3 separate regions of the Mus musculus genome follow, and all the other regions are linked to region 1. A link is a contact called in public Hi-C and HiChIP or PLAC-seq data. All regions are on one chromosome and are shown on one strand. Each heading gives the region's core, a stretch centred on a gene start, on an enhancer-like site or on the middle of the called end of the contact. The rest is flanking DNA. Distances are from core to core; before and after follow the strand shown. Region 1 has its middle 61 kb from the start of Gpr65. Region 2 overlaps Galc (galactosylceramidase). Region 3 holds the start of Galc (galactosylceramidase).

Region 1 (2,512 bases), core at 5-2,504:
TTCATAGGGAATCTGCATTCAAAGACCATCAGAGTCTTCACAGACCTCTCCCAACAGCTCAGTTCTGTCATGGCTACAGGATGGTGAAGCCAGGGGAAGAAGGGGAGTTGAGCTGGTTTCCAAGGCACCTCTGTACTTTCTACAGATGTTAGGACCACTGATCAGATTGGGCTAATATTTATGCTTGGACATTTTGAGGACTGGTTAACTGGCTTCTTTAAGACCTCTCAGCCAAAGAAAGGTATAGAGACAGTGGTGAACAGCCGGATAGACCTCAGGACTCAATTGTTGTCTGGGACTAGCTGTTTACTGTGTCGCACTGGTGTTTCACACAAGCTGAGAGACAAGTGGCTGAAATCAGTCGTATTTCCCTAGGATATTATTCCTGCTCAAAATTCAAAGAACTAAGGAGTATTGGGTCAGGATTGTCAGGTAATATATTCCTAACGACCTTAATTAAGCACTTGATCCCTGGTCCAGCATCCTAGTCTGGGAAACAATGCAGTGCTTTTCGTGGCTCTAAATATCAAGACTGGAAAGCCTTCCTTGTTTCAAAGGCTAGTGACAATGAAGAGTCTGAACATAAAAGAGTCTCTTTTCTCTTCTCTTTTATTCCTCCCCATAGTCTGCTTGGGTAGAATGCCCAGGGGTTGTAGTATGAATTGGACTTAGTAGTTCAAGACTTGTCGACATTGGAAGACATCATTTCCCACATCAACAATTGGTGAGAAATATTACTTTAAGATTAGCTAGATGCGTTGGTAACTTTCTGCCTTTAATAGATAGCATCTCTAGCTTAAATCCTTTCTCTTGAATTTTTTTTGTAAGCTTTCTCGACAGTATTTCATAAGGGAGTGCAATTATAGATGATTGGACAGTCTTTGATGACGGATTTCTATGACTAGTGGTGACAGATAATCATGTTCCTGTTTTATGATTTTAGCTGTAAATGTAATTATAATGGGGGATTAATGATGCTGATAAAATACATTTGAAAGTCAGTGAAGAAAAAATGAAGTTCACAACTTGTGGAAGTGACTAGAATATCTGTCTCACTAAAATGTGCTATATATGTCTTTTCATATTTACTTTAGATACACATTAAACAAACCCCAAACTTTGTATCTTCATTCGTGAATAAAAGGCAGTAGGTTTTGTTTTAAAGAAGAGTTGCAATGTCACAATATCTCAGAGCACATATATCAAGGTTAGAAAGGATGACACACAGTGGCAATATCAGGGGGAGAAAAGAGGAAGACACAAATACAAATTTCAAAGCAGAGATAACTGGGAAACTGCCCAATCCAATGTGAGACATGCAGTCAGAGAGTGCCAATAAAGATGAATGTAAGACAAGACAGAGTCCACACAGGAAACACTAAAATGACCCCCAAGTAAACCAAAAGAATTAACACTCAAGTGTTATATCTACACACTTGATAAAATCAAGGACTAAGAATATATCTTGAAAATTTTCAGAGGACAAATCAGCTTCCCTCTGAAGGGATGGAACAATAGCCCTATCAAACTTCTCCTAAAAAGCCACTAAGCAAGAAAGGTAAAATATTTTAAATAGTGAGAGAACAATCTTAGGTCAGTGAAAACACCAATCTAGAATTCCATTCCACATTAAATTATCCTGCAAAAGGAAAAGATAAACACAGACTTCCTCAAAGGATAGTTTAGAGAAGTCACCCCAGCAGGATTGCTTGTCATGACAATGGTTCTTGGAGAGAATTAAAACTGAGATATGTCAAAAGCTCAGATCTACATTTAGAAAAAGAGGAGCAGAGGAGTAAATTAAAGTAAAACTAACACCTTCCTGCTTCTTACTCTTAACTGACACAACACTTATTCATTCAAGAAGAAAATAGTGACTTTTTTGGCTATATGTGTGTGTGTATGTGTGTATACATATATATAAAATAAATTTGTGTGTGTATACATATATATAAAATAAATTTGTGTGTGTGTGTGTGACATTAGTGACAGCAAAGATGCAAGGGACAGGACAAAGGAAAGTACAATGGTTTATTGCTACCATAAATCAGTTGCATTATCTATGAAAAGGTATAGTATTATTTGAAGAAATACCCAGTCTGGATAGGGCTATATCTATTAAAAATGTAATCAACATGTCCTCTACTGCAGCAAAAGGCACCAGAGATAGAGTTCACTAGTGGATGTATATCAAGTATTTAAGGAAGAAGTTACACTACTTGCCTATAGTCTCCTCCAAAATATGGAAGCAAATGGTCAATGTTAACCAAAAACCCAAGCCAGAGATATTACAATGAGCTAACAGAGTGATTTATCTTATGAACAGCGATGTAAACATTATAACAATGTGTTAGCAAATTGCATTTAAAAATATTGAAAAGTGTTATATATCATTACCAAGTAGAACTTATTCTGAGACTGCCAGACAGGTTCAACATTTGAAAATGAACTAATATGATTAATTACGCCATGTGGCTAAAGAAACAAAATGAAGATATCGATAGGTACAGAA
Region 2 (2,512 bases), core at 9-2,508, 110 kb before region 1:
TCTGTTAGGACCTCCTAAACACGTGAGGAAGACCAGAAATAAGTACCCAGGCCCTTGACAACTTTAAGGGTATTTTAGAAGTGTATAAATAATATTTTATAGAATTTCACCAGATGGGGGGTGCCAATGACAAGATACCTGAAGGTCTATCTGTCACCCTACTCTTCCATTACACTGTAAGCTCTCTAAAGCTTGGGTACATTCAATTAATGTAACTCAGCAGCCTGCTTGCTTCTTTCAGAGCCTTGCTAAAGAAAAGAACCCACAAAGCCCACAGACACCTCAAGAAACATCTTACAATAAGAAATAAAACTTAAAATCTGTTCATCGTATAGTCAGTTCAGATTTCAATTAGTAGGCTGACTCTGTGTCACAGTTAGCCTTCTTGAAGCTAACAATACACTGAGAATTAAACCACATGTTTATAAAGGTCTTGCTTAGTTCACCTCGAAGTGTGGCCCCGGGGAAATACTCCCTAGAGCATAGTCCTGTAATAAGCGTAGCCCTCTGGAGCCGTTTGAATCCCCACATAACTAATGTGGGCTTGAGCTCAAACCTCCTTTGAAACTTTAATGAGTTTTATCTACACTGAATTAAAGGGTTTAGCATCGTATCATTGCTTTAAGGGTAAATAGATGCAGAACCATGAATATCTGATGCCACATTCTGCCTCAGGATTAACAATATTCCTATGCAGGAGATCAATTTGATTATGTTATTTCTAGCAAACTATTATACAAGTACAGAGTGGCCTAATGGGCATGTAACCATTGATATTGACTAGCTAACTATAACATTAATCATTATTAAAAATCCATCAGATTAAGTCAAATAGATGATGTAATTAACCTATTTTCTGGGGCCTCTTTATTCTTGGAAATCTTTCCTGAGAAGTCACCCAGTTCCAAGCACCATAAACCCCTGGACTAAAAGCAAAATAAGGCAAATCCCCAACCTCCAGGACAGCAAAGTGGTGGGGAGCCTGTGATGAGACCCACAGAGCCCGACACTGGGCCCAGTGAGTGAGGCTTTGAAGAAACCCACACTTGAGGTGACATATCTTCACAGATATGAAGGAAATTGAGACGTTCACTCTGGGAGGAAACACCAGCTACTGAGATAAGCATCTGAAAAGGAAATCTGTTTTCTGCTTCCTGAGAGGACAGTGAGGGTCACGTGACAGGTCAGTGGGGCTCACATGGGGAATGTGAGGAAAGCTATGTGGGGAAAGCTGCTGATCCGTTCCTATTTTAGGCACCCCACTCTCTAGCATTGTGATGGCTGGCTCTGAGATTCTGACTGACTGCTGAGACCTGGGGCACTGTCCACGAATAAGGGAGACCAAACAGAAACGAGTAGCAGAGAGAAGAAAGAACAAAGCATAAGAGAAACCCACAGAGGGCAGGACTGCCTACAGTCAACTGCTGTGGGGACACAGACTGAGCGGATGGTCTCAAAGGGGGGCAGCCAGGCAATGGTGGCACAGCCACCAACATAACTAGTGTCTAAGGACAGCACAGCGGTGCACATAAAAGCTTCTCACACCTTCATCACGATTTCTGATGAAGATATGAATGCATTTTATCTCCACTGTCCCGTAGCCATAAAATCATCTTCATTTTAATTCATTGATCCAATTTGCCCCTTTTTACCGTTGTAACGTCCCAAGCATAGAAATCAATGATAAAACTACCCATAGAGTATCCAGTTGTTTAAAATGAAGTCTCTGCTGCGGAGTTCCCAGCTTGGTATACCACACCTGCAGCTCTTGTATTTCTCTCTGTGGAGAAAACACAAGAAAACATACTTGAGAGATTCATCAATTCCTGTTATTAATACCTCAAGAAAGCAATGCCCACTGTTTCCAGTCGCTGAAAAGACCACCTCTAGGTTTGGAAAACAGGACATTGTTTAAGCCAATCTTTCACGTCCTGTCACCAGGAGCAGCAAGCAGCTGCATTAACCGCCTCCAGGGACCTGTCTTTTTCTGCTTTCGTTTCACCTAAACGCGTAAGGAAAGCGGGACACAGCCTGGGGACACTGACTGGCACCAGCTTAATCACTGTAACACTCAACTGGGCATGCTCAGAAGCACCCCTGTCATCGTCCCCTTTTGAGCATGTATGTGTTCTCTGACCTTGCACTAGGTAGGTCCAGCATGAGTCTACGACCATTCCTTGTTAAACTCCCTTCCGCTGCGAATGTTCGGGAGTGTGCCTGTTTCTAACATGCTTGCCTCTAGCACTGTGCCCAGTGTCCCTGAAGAAACCTAACATGCTTCCTTTTACAGAGGAGAGCACTGTAGTCCAGAAATCGCTACTCATTTAACTCATTTAATTAACCCACTGCATTAACACCTGAGAACACTAGCGAAGATTAAACAGGTCTTAGTGCCTTCGATGCAAAACACTCATCTGCCCTCTGTAAAAACCTTGTTAAACATTTAACTATTTACTCTAAAATGTCTTTGTTTATTACTGTACTGGCTAGTTTTGTGTCAACTTGACACAGC
Region 3 (2,512 bases), core at 5-2,504, 70 kb before region 1:
ATACCAAAAGGAGACGTTAAGGTTGTATAAGAAATATTGGCTATTTTAAATTTAAATAAACTGAGAATAGATTAGTTCATTATTACACACACACACACTGGGGTATAGAACTTTTTACTGCACTCCTAGCTTTTCGGTAGATCTAAAACTACTCTTAAGATTTCAATTTAAAAGCAAACCCACTTCCCAGTCCTGAGATCTTTGAGTCAACAAGAAATCACTCTCAAGACCTCATCTTTTGAGAATTAGCTGGTGTTTATTAACAAAGTCAGAATGGGAGAGGAAGACAACTTAAATTTTAACCAATGCACCTAATGATTCTTATGTGCCCTAACAGAGCCAGCATTCCCTCGTTCCAACACAGACACGCCACAGTTTCTGTTAGTGGATGAAGGTGGCCCTCTTTTAAAACAATATCCCAGATCGCTTCAGGCTTTACACAACTCTAAAGAGTCCAAGAGGTCTTACAGGGAGGGACGGGGTGCTAATCACTGTTCAAGAAGGGTCCCCAAACCCTGCCTATGTCTTCTGACTCACGGCTCCACCAACTAACTCCCTGGGAAGGAAGAGAACCCACCCCCCCCCCTCCCCAAAGCATCTCGCTGAGGCTTCGCAGTCCCTCTCTGGCTTTTTCCGGAGGCGACCCTTCCAGCGCGGCAAGGACAGCCCTGGCCGGCGATCCAGAACGAGGGCTCCCTCGAGCCCGGGCCACTTGACTGCAGCAGACGCCTGTCCCCTCGAGACGCCTGGCTCCCCATTGCAATCTAACCGCCAGCCCGGGTTCATCTCACCCCGGCGCGCGGGGAAGCGGCGTGCGCTCGCCCGGCAACGCCGCGGGGGCTTGTGGGAGGGGGCGGCCCCGGCGGTCCCTGCGGTCCCTGCGGTCCCTGCGCCGCACCGCACTCCTGCCTCCCGCCAGCCCGCGCTCACCCCGCCGCCGCTGACTGCGCCGATGCCATCGAACTCCCGGCCCAGCCCGTCGGAGTCGTCTAGCACGTAGGCGCCACCGGGCACTAGCAGCGCACACAACAATAAGGGCACCGCAACACGGCTCGCCGAGCCCGCGGCGGCGGTCATGACTTTTGCTTGGCGTTGCTGGGAAGCCTTAGGTTGGCTGTTAGCCATTGTGCGGGTCACGCGACTGTGGCGCCCGGGGAGGCGGGCCCGATCGCCTCCCTGAGGAAGAAGAGCGGGCGGCTGAGGAAGCTTTCGCCATCTTAAGTGAGGGCTGCGGGCTGTCCGCGCAGCCGCTGTTGTGTTGAGCTGGGGGGGCGGGGTGGGGGGCTGGTTGAGCGAGCTTTGCCTTGTCACTTCTGTGTCAAAGAGGCGGGACCGGTCTCTGCGTGTAATTACTTAGTGACCACTCTTCCTACCTCACCTGATGGATCATCTTAGAAAACGGGAAGTGAATGGTCAACAACGGTCAAAAGAGGGCTTTGAGTGGTCCTACTCTAGCCGAGCATTCCCAGTAGGAAACAGCAATGAGGACCTGGCTTTAAGCGCCCCCAGTTAAGCGGTCACCTTGGTTGAGTCGCTTGGCTTGAGGACCCTGAATTTTTCTAAACCACCGTGAGACCAGAACAGCAAGTCAGGGAACTCCGGATAAGATAAAAGTAAGATAATAGGCACTCGGGAAGTCATAATTGTGCACTTATATACACTTAGCAAATGCTAGCTGACAAAGTTTGTTCGATTGAGTAGTCTGCTATATCCAGGTCTTTTAGCCTTAAAAGAGTTAATATGATTACTCGTCCAAAATGTTGCTATATAGTAATTTGAATTGCGAGACCTAAAAAATACAATAGGTTCAGAATACTCGGACCTTTATTCTGTTTCTTGAATAAAAAATGACTATGAAAATCACTTATGAAAGATGCCCTGACTTACATAGAGGAAGTGGTAATGTTTGCCAACTCCTGTTACAGTAACCCTTGCCTTCCTATTCACTTCTCTACCCAGTTAAATACCCTGGCAGGTGCATCCAACCTGTGCCTGAGACCACATGGAGCAGATGATTGCTATGAAAGCACCCTACCCCAAAATTGTACATAAACTTAACTCAAGACATTCTGTGACTTTTTATGATTAAAATAGTCAACTGTGCAGACCTCAAGTGTGAAGTCTATAGCGGACAACATAGTGTCAGGATAAGAAAAGGTTGGACGTGCCTGCTGGCAGCTTGTGTTCTTAGAACTTGTTCCATCTACCAGTCTCACCTTGAACTCAGAGAGTTCTGCCTGCCTCTGCCTCTCTGCCTCTCTGCCTCTCTGCCTCTGCCTCTCTGCCTCTCTGCCTCTCTGCCTGCCTCTCTGCCTCTCTGCCTCTCTGCCTCTCTCTCTGTCTCTCTGCCTGCCTCTCTGCCTCTCTGCCTCTCTGCCTGGCACATTTTACAACCTAAATTGCTCCTGATCAGATTCAGCATGTTTATCATTAACTGTTTGTTTGTTTGTTTGTTTGGGGGGGGGAGTCTTCAATTTCTTAGGGTATGCCCCTGTGCCCTGTAACTTAAATT

The links. A called contact is a pair of places that touch in the nucleus more often than the background predicts. HiChIP or PLAC-seq counts read pairs in DNA pulled down with a chosen protein or histone mark.
Region 2: a Hi-C map of bone marrow-derived macrophages shows a contact between it and region 1, with 33 read pairs. The contact joins two enhancer-like sites. A contact is called at or near these places in 4 of 15 datasets of contacts at CTCF or cohesin (CD8 T cells, the G1E-ER4 cell line, large pre-B cells and 1 more), 160 of 484 Hi-C or Micro-C datasets (the AML12 cell line, the AtT-20 cell line, B cells and 91 more), 11 of 115 datasets of contacts at active chromatin or transcription factors (CD8 T cells, the HPC-7 cell line, T-cell acute lymphoblastic leukemia and 8 more) and 3 of 9 other capture datasets (adipose tissue, embryonic stem cells and liver).
Region 3: a contact with region 1 is called in an H3K4me3 HiChIP or PLAC-seq map of bone marrow-derived macrophages, with 2.3 times the contacts expected there. The contact joins the promoter of Galc here to the enhancer-like site in region 1. A contact is called at or near these places in 2 of 39 promoter capture datasets (macrophages and trophoblast stem cells), 1 of 15 datasets of contacts at CTCF or cohesin (CD8 T cells), 4 of 115 datasets of contacts at active chromatin or transcription factors (CD8 T cells, the SCID.adh cell line, bone marrow-derived macrophages and 1 more) and 2 of 9 other capture datasets (adipose tissue and liver).

Annotation. Positions count from the first base shown.
Region 1 is chr12:98,328,142-98,330,653 of GRCm38.p6, forward strand. No RefSeq gene overlaps it. Among named protein-coding and RNA genes, the nearest start is that of Gpr65, 61 kb to the left of the region's middle. Within about 2 kb of position 1,255, at least 2 of the 459 cell types and tissues checked have an H3K27ac peak or open chromatin away from gene starts, as enhancers often do. A contact at or near this core is called in bone marrow-derived macrophages, where this site is marked.
Region 2 is chr12:98,214,558-98,217,069 of GRCm38.p6, forward strand. Galc (galactosylceramidase) reads right to left here. Exons shown (of 17, transcript NM_008079.4): 12 at 1,694-1,780. Among named protein-coding and RNA genes, the nearest start is that of Galc, 44 kb to the right of the region's middle. Within about 2 kb of position 1,259, at least 27 of the 459 cell types and tissues checked have an H3K27ac peak or open chromatin away from gene starts, as enhancers often do. A contact at or near this core is called in bone marrow-derived macrophages, where this site is marked.
Region 3 is chr12:98,258,205-98,260,716 of GRCm38.p6, forward strand. It overlaps Galc (galactosylceramidase), which reads right to left and starts at 1,255. Exons shown (of 17, transcript NM_008079.4): 1 at 931-1,255. The coding sequence starts at 1,125.